Linked DNA regions of Mus musculus: regions 2, 3 and 4 are each linked to region 1. The links are chromatin contacts, called in public Hi-C and HiChIP or PLAC-seq maps. All regions are on one chromosome and are shown on one strand. The core of a region is the stretch at or near the end of the contact, and the rest is flanking DNA. Distances in the headings are between cores, read along the strand shown.

What was found. Hi-C and Micro-C count contacts between places; a contact is called where the count stands out from the background. HiChIP or PLAC-seq counts read pairs in DNA pulled down with a chosen protein or histone mark.
Region 2: a contact with region 1 is called in a Hi-C map of regulatory T cells, with 2.1 times the contacts expected there. The contact joins two enhancer-like sites. A contact is called at or near these places in 6 of 15 datasets of contacts at CTCF or cohesin (the G1E-ER4 cell line, embryonic stem cells, large pre-B cells and 2 more), 132 of 484 Hi-C or Micro-C datasets (the 4T1 cell line, the AML12 cell line, the AtT-20 cell line and 60 more), 15 of 115 datasets of contacts at active chromatin or transcription factors (astrocytes, embryonic forebrain, embryonic stem cells and 6 more) and 1 of 9 other capture datasets (embryonic stem cells).
Region 3: an H3K27ac HiChIP or PLAC-seq map of extraembryonic endoderm stem cells shows a contact between it and region 1, with 2.4 times the contacts expected there. The contact joins two enhancer-like sites. A contact is called at or near these places in 1 of 484 Hi-C or Micro-C datasets (stem cell-derived neural stem cells), 1 of 115 datasets of contacts at active chromatin or transcription factors (extraembryonic endoderm stem cells) and 3 of 9 other capture datasets (adipose tissue, embryonic stem cells and liver).
Region 4: an H3K27ac HiChIP or PLAC-seq map of microglia shows a contact between it and region 1, with 5 times the contacts expected there. The contact joins two enhancer-like sites. A contact is called at or near these places in 7 of 484 Hi-C or Micro-C datasets (3T3-L1-derived adipocytes, bone marrow-derived macrophages, embryonic stem cells and 2 more), 4 of 115 datasets of contacts at active chromatin or transcription factors (acute myeloid leukemia, bone marrow-derived macrophages and microglia) and 4 of 9 other capture datasets (adipose tissue, embryonic stem cells, liver and 1 more).

What each region holds. Positions count from the first base shown.
Region 1 is chr13:113,634,801-113,637,515 of GRCm38.p6, reverse strand. No RefSeq gene overlaps it. Among named protein-coding and RNA genes, the nearest start is that of Snx18, 18 kb to the right of the region's middle. Within about 2 kb of position 1,350, at least 92 of the 459 cell types and tissues checked have an H3K27ac peak or open chromatin away from gene starts, as enhancers often do. A contact at or near this core is called in the G1E-ER4 cell line, acute myeloid leukemia, adipose tissue and 4 more, where this site is marked.
Region 2 is chr13:113,857,406-113,860,413 of GRCm38.p6, reverse strand. All of the region lies in intron 1 of Arl15 (ADP-ribosylation factor-like 15), which reads right to left. Among named protein-coding and RNA genes, the nearest start is that of Arl15, 64 kb to the right of the region's middle. Within about 2 kb of position 1,558, at least 24 of the 459 cell types and tissues checked have an H3K27ac peak or open chromatin away from gene starts, as enhancers often do. A contact at or near this core is called in the G1E-ER4 cell line and regulatory T cells, where this site is marked.
Region 3 is chr13:113,467,529-113,470,416 of GRCm38.p6, reverse strand. All of the region lies in intron 3 of 4921509O07Rik (RIKEN cDNA 4921509O07 gene), which reads left to right. Among named protein-coding and RNA genes, the nearest start is that of 4921509O07Rik, 34 kb to the left of the region's middle. Within about 2 kb of position 1,471, at least 1 of the 459 cell types and tissues checked has an H3K27ac peak or open chromatin away from gene starts, as enhancers often do. A contact at or near this core is called in extraembryonic endoderm stem cells, where this site is marked.
Region 4 is chr13:113,417,376-113,420,075 of GRCm38.p6, reverse strand. It overlaps Gm41071 (a long non-coding RNA gene), which reads left to right. Exons shown (of 3, transcript XR_873978.1): 3 at 1-526. Among named protein-coding and RNA genes, the nearest start is that of Gm41071, 5.3 kb to the left of the region's middle. Within about 2 kb of position 1,250, at least 124 of the 459 cell types and tissues checked have an H3K27ac peak or open chromatin away from gene starts, as enhancers often do. A contact at or near this core is called in acute myeloid leukemia, adipose tissue, bone marrow-derived macrophages and 1 more, where this site is marked.

The DNA.
Region 1 (2,715 bases), core at 101-2,600:
ACAGAGATAGCTGGGCTTGAACCCAGGCAATCAGACCCCCAGAGTCTATTCTAGTCACACCATCCTGTTTTGCAATTTCTCTGTCGGAAGAGGGGGAGGGGCTGGTGGGATCTTTTGTGGAATGAGCCAATGAACAGACAACTGACCACAATGAAGGCTTAGACTGGCTTAGGCTACCAAGGGAAGGTAGGGGACAGGGATGGCTGGAAAAGCTAGGCACGCTAAGCCAGGTACAATGATGGCACAGGCACGTAATCCTAATGGGAGAGTGTTTGGTTTCAGACCTTGGAACAAGGAACTGAGGTGCATATTTTATACATCAAAGCAGGCCTCCAGGGTCTCTCAACCCTCAAAGTTACCTTCCTCTAAAGGCGTTTGCTTTATGATCCAGACATTTTGGGGGCTCTCCCTCTCTCCCTCCCTCTCCCCCTCCCTCTCCCCCCCCCTCCCTCTCCCCCCCTCTCCCCCTCCCTCTCCCCATCCCTCTCTCTGCCTGTCTCTCCCTCTGTCTCTCCGTGTCTCTCTCTCTCTGTCTCTCTCTCCCATCCCTCTCTCCCTCTCTGTGCCCAGGCCCTTTCTCCCCCCATACTCCACCCCATGATGACTTCCCAGGCCTCAGTCCTTGGGGCCAGCGAACTCACCTGAGAGCAGCTTCCGGATAAACTTGTATTTAATATGACCTAATCTGGTTTGAATAGGCTCATTTCGCCATCAAAGAACTAGCCTATTAGGGAGAGGTAAAGGCAGGAAGGATGCTTGTGAGCTTGGAGTCACTTTGAACTACAGTGTGGCTTTATCTCAAAACAAAACTGCCCAAACAAAACCAACCAGGAACTTGGTATAAAGAAAAGGACTGTCAGACTATCATGAGTCTGTGTTCGCCGCTGATTTATTTCAAGGCAGACTTCATTGCCGCCCTGTCTCCCGAGAAACATGAAGGGACACTAGACTGAAACTAGAACTTGACCTTGGCGAGGCCACTCATGGGAAGGGGCGTGGCTAAAAAAGTAGCTATACATTCTTTCGTCCTTTATTTCCAACCAAGACTGGAGCCATGATTCAGAGGTTTCATCGGTATTGGAAAGCTGAAACTACAAGGTATAAAACTCCCTGGATGGGGGGCTGTGGAAGAGGCACAAAAGGAACCGCAGCTGGGGCAGGAATAAGGTCCTCCCGGTGCTGTGGATTTAACAGGTCTGCCCAATTTCAGAGTCCCCAGCCACTTCAAAGGGGACAGAGTGGGAGAACTTGGATACAGCTAGGAAGTTTAACAAGAAACTTTAGAGCACTGTAGAGAAGAAACCAAACGTGGCTTCTGCCCTGACCACACTGTTGTGTGCTGTGAAACAGGAAGTGGCTGCTGAATGTCCTCCTCACGCGCTCGCTCTCCACCTTCCGGGACAGAAGTTTCCCTGGAAACCCGCCGCGATGGTGAAGCAGATGGAGGGAGGCAGGGTGAAGAGCAAAGACCACATGTTATAAAACGGGAACACTTGCTTTTATACATCGAGTGTGCGTAGTTGGTGCCCCCTTCATGGTTCCAATCCTCCCGATCGTTCGATAGGCCCTCTGTGTACAGTACACTTGCCTCTGACTGATTGTGCCTTCAAGGGAGGGCTCCTCCCATGCCTGCCCCGGGTTTCTACGTGCCTCCATCCTGCTTCAGCCTGGAACATTCTATTAATACTTCTAGCAAGACTCGTTGCTCTTTTTGTTTTTAAATCCTAATCTTCCCCTCTCAGATTATCTTGAAAAGAATCAGCAACGCTTGGGTGTGTCGCTTTGTACATTGAACGGCTGTCTGGTCACCCTGAAGGTGATGTGGTAGACACAATAAAGCAACCCCACTGATCTATATCCTTGTATAATCTTGTCCCCTGGGTATTGGTAGAAACTGTGACTTGCTTCTAAACTGTAAAACAATGGCAAACATGATCAGATGTCACCCTGATGACCATATTTTGTTATAAAAGACTGTCTTGACTGGATGGAAAGGGTCCCTTGCTAGCTTTGAAGATACTGTGTTATGGGAATGCCGTAGAGCAAGGAACTTCAAGAGGATAAGGGTCCCAAACCAACAGCCAGCAGGAAAACAGGGACCTTGGTGTCCTAACCTTAAGGGATAAATTCTGACAACACGGAAGGAGTTCAGAAGCAGGTGCTGGCTTCCCTTTTCAGGTTTCTAGAGGAGCACACCACCCAGCTGACCCCCTGTAGCCCTCGGATACCCTGAGGTCAGGATATAGCTGAGCCGTGTTCAGATGCCTCCCATGGTAGGAAACTCTGAGCTCACAGCAAGGCGAGCTTTTGAAAGGGCTAACTCGGCAGGCACGCAGTAGATAGCCGAGAAAGGCAGCAGACAAGAGATACTCTGGAGATGCTTGGTGATAAGAAGAAATCAGAAAAGACAAGAGACTTTTCAGAGCCTCTTTTAAAGACAGGCGTACTTCACAGAATGCCCCACCCAGCCTGTGCTGTGTCAGTCATGTAGAATTTGCCTTGTATAAACACTGCGACTATGGCTTTGAGGAGATATTTGCGCCAGTCAGGTTTTAGCCAGGAAAGCAGAAATCATTATGCCACTTGAATGATGTAATGCACATGCTCTCTTGAGCAGGCGGTGAGAGCAGACAGCAAGCCTGAGATGAGCATGGCAGCCTAGAGGCTAGCAGCAACTCCGGGGTGAGGGTGGGGGGGTCTAAGCAACCTCCGGGC
Region 2 (3,008 bases), core at 309-2,808, 220 kb before region 1:
ACAAAACAAAAACCACCTCAATCATTTCATTACACACTATACCTCTAAGTATAATGAATAATAATAGGATTTTATTACCTACTGAGAACAGAGATTTTTAAAAGATGGGAGGAAAAACCACAACAAAAACCAGGTGACAGATGATAAATTATCCTTCTAAAACTATTACTAGTGTCTTTTGACAAAATAAATGCCAAAGAAATCCTGGAAATGGTGTACTAAACCTAACTAGACCTAACTGGAGCCCACTGTGAACACATTAATCTAGGAAAACTGAGAAGCTTGTCGTCTGTACAACATACCATATCTGAGTCGGCAAGCTGGCACTATACATCCTTTTTATTTATGACAGAGGCCTTGTTGTGAACAGAGCCTTGCTAGTCCAGGCACCAAGAAATTGCCATAAAAAAATAGGTTTCCCAAAAAAAAGTCTGCAATAAGTTGTAAAAAGAAAACAACAACAACAAATGTGGTGACTGCAGGAATGTTTTAATTGCAGATACTTGGAGCAGGGAAGACACTCAAGTCATGTGGAAAGATAAATTGTCCTCACAGACTGAACATGAGAGCAAGAATCTAAGAACGTCACTCACGAGTTGCCTCCCTGTTTTCCAAAAGCCACACACTTCCTGTGAAACATTAGTAATAATAATACCAATAATAACACCAATATAATAGCAATAATAATAAATGTATGGGAATGGACCAGGGGCCTCTACCCTACAGCTTCTCAAAATTTACTGTCAACATTTAAGAAACAAGAAACACCACGAGGCTCCACAGGCTCCGCCCCTGGGTCCACGTGACTGAGAGACGGACTGCGTGGTGTGCGCTGCAGCGTGAATTATCGTTTAAAGAGCCGGTACCTGCACTTGGGCCTACATTTCTCTCTCTTAATCGTGGACAGACAAAATCAATTTTCGTCTCTGGGCCTCACCATAAAATGATCTGTGTAGAATAAATGGCATGAGAGTTCCCTTCAGGAATACATTTTTGTCACTTTATAGGAATTCCCTGAAATGCCGTTCAGATGAGGGAAAACTCTAGGGTCCCGTCGTATTTACTAATGCCCACGAGAAGTTACCAGGGAAACGGCAACATGCCTCCGCTGTTCATACTGAGGATAGACAGGTATGCCTAAAAATAACTGAGAAGCTACTGTTCTCCAGGATCCATATCAGAGTCGTCTAAGAGTTTCTATGCAGTCAGTCTTTCATATCAGAGCATTACAGAGAGGCACACCCAAACCCAACAGTCTCATAATCACACAGAGAGAAAGGGTCTTTATCTTTAAGGAAGGATGGAGCAGAAAACACCGAACAAAATAAATGTGTTTTGATACCACTCCCTAAAACACGGGACTGAATTCTCTCCTATCTACGTCCAAATGTGGAAAAAGAATTAAAGAGGAAAAAGAAATTTGAGATTACAAAAATCAAACACAATAAAGGTCAAACGAATAAAAAAAAAAAAAAAAACCTGCAAGGGCAGAGGGGGCAGGACTTCCTGTGGCAGAAGGTAATGGGGTTTTAATCAGAAACTGATTTGATTGACAGGCCATCACAACTGAGCTCTGGGCAACACCATCTGCCACCACTCAGGGCTCCTCCCCATTTCCCCTAGTCCCACAATTACCTTGACAAAGAAAGAGGCAAAACAAAGAGGTAAAAACATCACGGAAAGGTTAATGGCCACCACCGATTACAAGCTATTATGCTGCAGCTGTTTTAGTTTAAGTTAAATTACATTTATTTATTTAGTATATGTGTATACACACACACACACACAGAGACACACACACACACACACTCACACACACACACACTCACACACACACTCACACACTCACACACACACACACACACACAGAGACACACACACACTCACACACACACTCACACACACACACTAACTCACACACACACACACACACACACACACACACACACACACTCACACCGCCTGTCAGGACATTCTGGGGGAGTTTGTTCTCTTTTCCCATCCTAAGAGTTCCAAGACAGAGCTCAAGGAGTCAGGGTTGGCAGCAAGCAGCTTCACCTACCGAGCCATTTCACTCACAAGTGTTTTGTTTTTAATTCTAACTATAATTTTGAGTCTATGAATATCAACATTAATTTTCAATGTGCCTGATTTCTAAAATGAATAGAAAGAAAAGCCTAACACAGATCCCAAGTGCATTTCCCATATGGAAACAGATTCGATTCACTAACAAATAATGTTTTTACATAAAATGATGTTATGAGATACCATGCGACATGTCAGTCTCCCCTCCCCCAGTCTTCCTAAACTTCAGACTATGTCCCATCCCTTTCTTTAGCTCCTCTCAAAAACTCTCTAAAGAACCTGTTAGGAACACTGCGTTTCCATACCCCTTCTTTCCCCCACCTCCTCGTACCCCCACCGCCATACCCTATTCCCAAAATGGGAAGGCTCAGGTAGGATTGATTCCAAATCAAAGCCAGACTGGACTTCAAAGTGAGATGGTCTCAAAAAGAAGGGGGGATGGGAAGGTATGTGCACTGGCTAGTTTTGTGTCAACTTGACACAGCTGGAGTTATCACAGATAAAGAAGGTTCAGTTGAGGAAATGCCTCCATGAGATCCAACTGTAAGGCATTTTCTCAATTAGTGATCAAGGGGGAAAGGCCCCGTGTGGGTGGGACCATCTCTGGGCTGGTAGTCTTGGGTTTTATAAGAGAGCAGGCTGAGCAAGCCAGGTGAAGCAAGCCAGTAAAGAACATCCCTCCATGGTCTCTGCGTCAGCTCCTGCTTTCTGACCTGCTTGAGTTCCAGTCCTTTGGTGATCAACAGCAGTATGGAAATGTAAGCCGAATAAACCCCTTCCTCCCCAACTTGCTTCTTGGTCATGATGTTTGTGCAGGAATAGAAACCCTGACTAAGACAGTATGATATTCAAAAATAATAGTAATTTGATATATACAGCTAGCAGTCTGTGGTATGTACAAAGAACTATGTAAAAGAAACCTC
Region 3 (2,888 bases), core at 222-2,721, 170 kb after region 1:
AGAGAGACAGAGAGAGAGACAGAGAGAGAGAGACAAAGAGAGACAGAGAGAGAGAGACAGAGAGAGAGAGACAGAGAGAGAGACAGAGACGAGACAGAGAGAGAGAGAGCTATGTGGTAAGGATAGTAGCTACTTCCAGGTTGGGGGTGAGGCTGCTACATGCATGACTTTCCCCTTGGGCACGCCAGTGTCTCTCAATGTGGAACACAGCCTACAAAATCAGTGTCATTTAGGTGTGAGCTCTACCTTGAGAGGAATCTACTGTAGTGAGGATCCCCGTGAACATGGCTCTCCTTTCTCTTCAGTTCTTCATCTTTGAAATCTTTCTACATGTAAAGCATACAGCATATGGTTATCTGTCTTGGTTAGGGTTCCTATTGCTGGGGTAAAGCACCCTGACCAAAAGCAGCTTGAAGGGTAAAAAAGTTTGTTTCAGCTTGCACTTCCAGTAACAGTTAATCACCAAGGGAAGTCAGGGCAGGAACCTGGAGACAAGAACAGAATAGAGGCCCTGGAGGGTCACTGCTTACTGCTTTCTTCCACATCTCAGGACCACCTGCCCAGAGGTGACACCACTCTCAATGTGCTGGGGTCTCCCACACCAATCATTCACTAAAAAAATGCATCAAGGACTGGAGAGATGGCTCGGGGTTTAAGAACACTGACTGCTCTTCCAGAGGTCCTGAGTTCAATTCCCAGCAACCACATGGTGGTTCACAACCATCTATAATGGAATCCGATGCCCTCTTCTGGTGTGTCTGAAGACAGCTACAGTGTACTCAGATATATTAAATAAAGAAACCTTTTTTTTTTTTTTTTTTTTACAAAATGCACTATAGGTTTGCCCAAAGGCCAGTTTGGTAGGGGCATTTTCTCAGTTTTCTCTAGAGTCCCAAATGACTCTAGTTTGTGTCAAGTTGACATAAAACTAGCCAGCATAATAGCACTTTTATACTCTTTGTTAATATGGTCACATTTGTGACCTTCTAAATGTCAGATGCTCTGATGAGTATAGGCTTTGGTAGGCCGAATAAGGAGAGACTGGTGGCACGGGAGAAAGAAAAAGTCCACAGAAGGAAACCCAAAGCTGAAATTTGGTTCAAAACATACTTCATTTTTCATTTCCAATGTGCTGAGTCTGGGCCCTGAGGACTCCAGGGAACCTCTGAATGTCTGGAATGCAGTGGAGAGACGAGGGAATACCCCTGTCTCCTTTCCCTTCCTCCCTCTAAGGAATCCAGAGCTTCATGGTGGACCCATGTGTACCTCCCTTCTCCTGAGCTATCTCCCTGGCAGGGGCTCGGCAGACCCCGCTTTTACAAACAAAAGAAGCCAGCGCAGATCCAAAGTTCTAGGCGATTTTCCTATGTTGCAGCTGACTCTGCCAGTTTAGCACAATGCACTATAGTCCAGGGATGGAAGAGGCAGTTTAACCACAGCTGGAAGTTTTACAAATGGAGGTTAGACAACGGCACAAAAGGAGAGAGTAACAACCCTGTTAACATTTATCTGGGATTTCTCACTCAACTCCTGAGAACCACAGGGACATTGTGTGTGCTAAGGAGCAGTCTGTTGACTTTCTCAAGGGCAGATAATTTGGTAGAAAAAGCTGGTGATTTCTATGCAGAGTTGAATGGTTTGCTAATTTCACTGAATGGGCTGTTAGTGGACTCCCTCCAGCTATTACACCTGCTATATTCAGTTTCACAACCTTAATCAGTGTAACCGAAGGTATAAGATTATATTTGTTATCGCAACACAAATAAAGATTCAATAAGTCATGGAAGAAACAACTGCAAAGGAAATGATTACTTATAAAGCTTTGTTGTTATTACTGCACGTACGTCTTTAAAATTTAATGTAGTCAAAATGAAAATACAAGCCACCGGCTGGGAAAAGATAACTTACGTTCACACTACAAGAGAAAAACTATCCAGCACATTAGTAAGAACAACCTTAGAAAGTAGCAGCCGGTCAAAGTGCAGAGACAGAGGATCTATGGGATGTCCAGGCATAAGTGGGACATCTAAATGATACCTTCTCCTCACCGGGCTCTGAAGCCATTTCATGAGAAAGGATGGAAAGATTGAAAGAGCAGAGGTGGGGGAGGAGCAGAGTGAAGCATATCTTCTGGACATGGCAGGACTAACTGATAAACTCACAAACTCACAAAAGCTGCTGTTGTCTGCCCAAGTTTGAGCCGGTTAACATTCTAGCTTGGAATGTGGAGGGACTCACAAGCCTCCTCCATCCCTAGCTGAGGATTCACCAACTGTTGAGAGCTTCCTGGGGAGAGGGAGACTCGGTTTTCTTTAGGGCTGTGGTCTCTGGTAGGTTAATGGTACCACAGCCATGAGTACATGGGCAGTACACATTGGGCTTCATTTGTTGTTGAAGGTGGGTGTGGTCTGGAGGAGACAGGATGATGAGAGATGGCTCTGGGAGAAGCTGGAGGAAGGGTGGATATGGTCAAAAGGTATTGTGTGAAATTCTCAAATAGTTAATAGACATGTTATGTTAACAAAGCCCTTAGAAGTCAACAGGACACAAAGCTAATATAGGAAAATTGGCAAAGGATTGTAAACCAGAAACAGACCCAGAAGAAAACAAGAATGTGAAATAAATAAGAAAGTAATGCAAATTAAAATAACCAACGGTGAGATCCTGAATTACCATATCTCTAATTCTTGGGACTTTTAGACTTTTTCATTGGTTACTCTGGGGAGTGGAGATGTTGGTGTAGATGTTGTTTAATTGTGTAGAAAACATTTGTTGGAGAAAACTTCAGCAGCATATAAAGATATGCCTACTTTCAAACTTGTCAATTTTATCCAATTTATCCCTTGGAGATTCTCATACACATCAAAGGGTGGATTTGTAAAACAGCT
Region 4 (2,700 bases), core at 1-2,500, 220 kb after region 1:
TCCACCCCACATGAACCATCAAGAACAATCCTGTCAGGGCTTTGGATGGTCCTCCGGCTTCTCTGGCTTTCTACCCAAGGTTCAAAGTTATAACTATCCTTGAGGATCTTCCTCTGTCTACTAGAACCTAGAGGTTGGAAATAAAGTATTGAGAATTTACTTGTAAATATTCATGGTCATGAGTCTGGCTCAAGTCCTCTGGCCTCTGCTCCATCATCAATACTGGATCAGCCTCCTCTTGGATGTCCTGTTGTTTCCCTGTGTCATGGAGATCCTGCAGCTTTGGATCCACAGGACCAGCCTCTTCATGCTCTCCAGCAGTTCATAGATGAGGTAGATGTTGCAGTGGACCAACTCAGAGCCCTGGATATTATAAGCCTGCTTGGTTATATTCCCTCACGTGTGCACATGCATCTGCCACACAGAAACACACACCAAATACTACAGAAAAGGGTTGCTTTGGATCTATTTAGACTTCTCAGTATTTCCGTACTATCCAATATACAATAAAGATTGTGCAAAATCAGTTTACATGTGTGCAATAGGACATCATTGGTGTTTATCGTTTCTATGACCGCATTCCTTTGCAAATAATAGAAGAACAAATGCCCTCTGCTCTTTAAGAAGCTAAAGGAAAGTCAAATAAGGTTTTCTAACTTGTAGATAGCATTCGACTATTAAGCACCACTGTCAAGAGTGTCCGTGTGAAGAGACATACCTTACTCTAGAAGTTCAGCAATAAATCGGGCACATCTGTGCTGTGCAAGGAGGCACCTGTGAGCTGCAATCCCAGCTCCGCTCTGTTCGGTTTGATAAAGACCTGAGTATTGATTTACTCAATGGAGTTGCCGCTATTTACCTCCTAAGGTAAACAGTGTTTGTGTGCAATGCAAAGCATTGGCCACTGCTTACTAAGAACCTAATATCCCAGGCACAAGGCTACCCTTGTCCATTGGCTGATGGGGTGGAAGACCAGGGGAAAGACTCCAAATATCACTCAGCTGCCTCTGCTCCAATACATGGCTGGTGCCAAGTCCCCAAATATAATCTTTCCTAAGCTAATTACCCTGGTCTTTCCTTGACTACTGATTCTACTTTCTTGAGTCAGTTTGCTAGAAACCCATCCCAGCAGAGAAACACCACGGGAACTTGTTCTGTTGTGTTCCCACATGCCTGATTCACGCTAGTCTCCCTCTTATTGATGCTTACCAAGTCAGTATGGCTGCCTGCCACGGTCTAATATCTCCCTAGTGGAGACTGTAATCACCCATATTCAAGTCTAGAGCTCCAGCCTGGGCAGGCAGTGTATCAGAGCATAAAGAAAAAAACAAAAATAACAAAAAACCACATCTCTTCTGTGAAGGCCTTGAAAGTGCTGGTTGGAGAAGAAAGAAAAAATAAAAGCAAAAGCCACATTATCTAGGGACACAGTAAATACATACAGCCTGCCCAACTCACCAACTTGGCTTGACCAATTAAAAATTCCTCTTATGTAAATAGTTAATAAAGGATCAATAGATGGATTGTATTTCCATGAATTACAGAGTTTTTATTTAGGGGCACAGTTTTTTCTTTTTCTTTCTTTTTTTTTTAAATTCAAACTTTTATTTATTTTTTCCTCCACATTCAACAATCCCCATCTGTTGCTCAATGTCTGCAGCCACATGCTCCGCTTCCTGTTTATAAACGAGCGCTGTTTTCAGTGAGTCAGCAGATTGTGTTCGGCACAGAAGTGCAGTAAATTGTGTCAAGGCCCAGGAAGTCCAGGGGACTTTTGTGAATGGCCTAAGAATGTTGGGCCTTCCAGTGGAAGGGAACCAGATTTCACAGCAAGTGACTACGCAGTGCGAAAATCAGTCAGCGAGGAGGGTTGGCCGTTTCTCACTTAGTTAAAGGCTGGACCAGTGCCAAAGATACACAAAGCCAGCCACTGTTTGATTAAGGTGTCAAAGACAGATTTTAGTAAGGAGCAATTACTGCAATAGGGAATAAAGTGTTTGTACAGAAACGCTGTGAGGGCTTTCTCCCTGCATTGAGAGGAGTTGAGGCAGCATCTACCAGCTTCTAAGGTCTCAGTAATAAAACAAAGTTTAGTTCCACCTGTTTCCACTAAGGAGACAACAATTTACAGAGTGTGGGAGACAGGTTACTGGCAGGAGTGTAGGTCTCCAACCCCCCAAGCAGCCATGCTAGAATGACATCATTTTGCATGGATGATGGCTTTGAAGGGACATTTCCTATTTCTTAGACATGGCAACTCAGGTCTTCAAGCACACACTTGCTCCTGTGACAAGACATGATCACAACTCCTTTCAGACTTCTATGAGACGGACCCCAGTGTCCTGCTCTGTTATAACAATATACCACAACCTTATTTAGGTTCAAAGGAAGGACAGTTAGTCACCATTTCTTCATAAGGGAGGGGGAAGGGCATGCTGTAGAAGACCTTGTGACGTTGTAGATATCATTGTGGTCTGCATAAGTCACTTGTGCATCACTGTGCCCCAAACCTGAGGAAAGATTAATTTTTGGCTCAAGGTTTCACAGCATAGTCTGAAGTGGAAATTTCTGGTTTCTTTGGAACCTCAGTTATGTCATAGGATGTTTTGCTGGAGCAGATAGGTAAAAAGTTGTTTTGCTGAAGTAAACATGTGAGAGGACACGTGATGTTTAGAAAGAATATAAATATGACCCCACAGA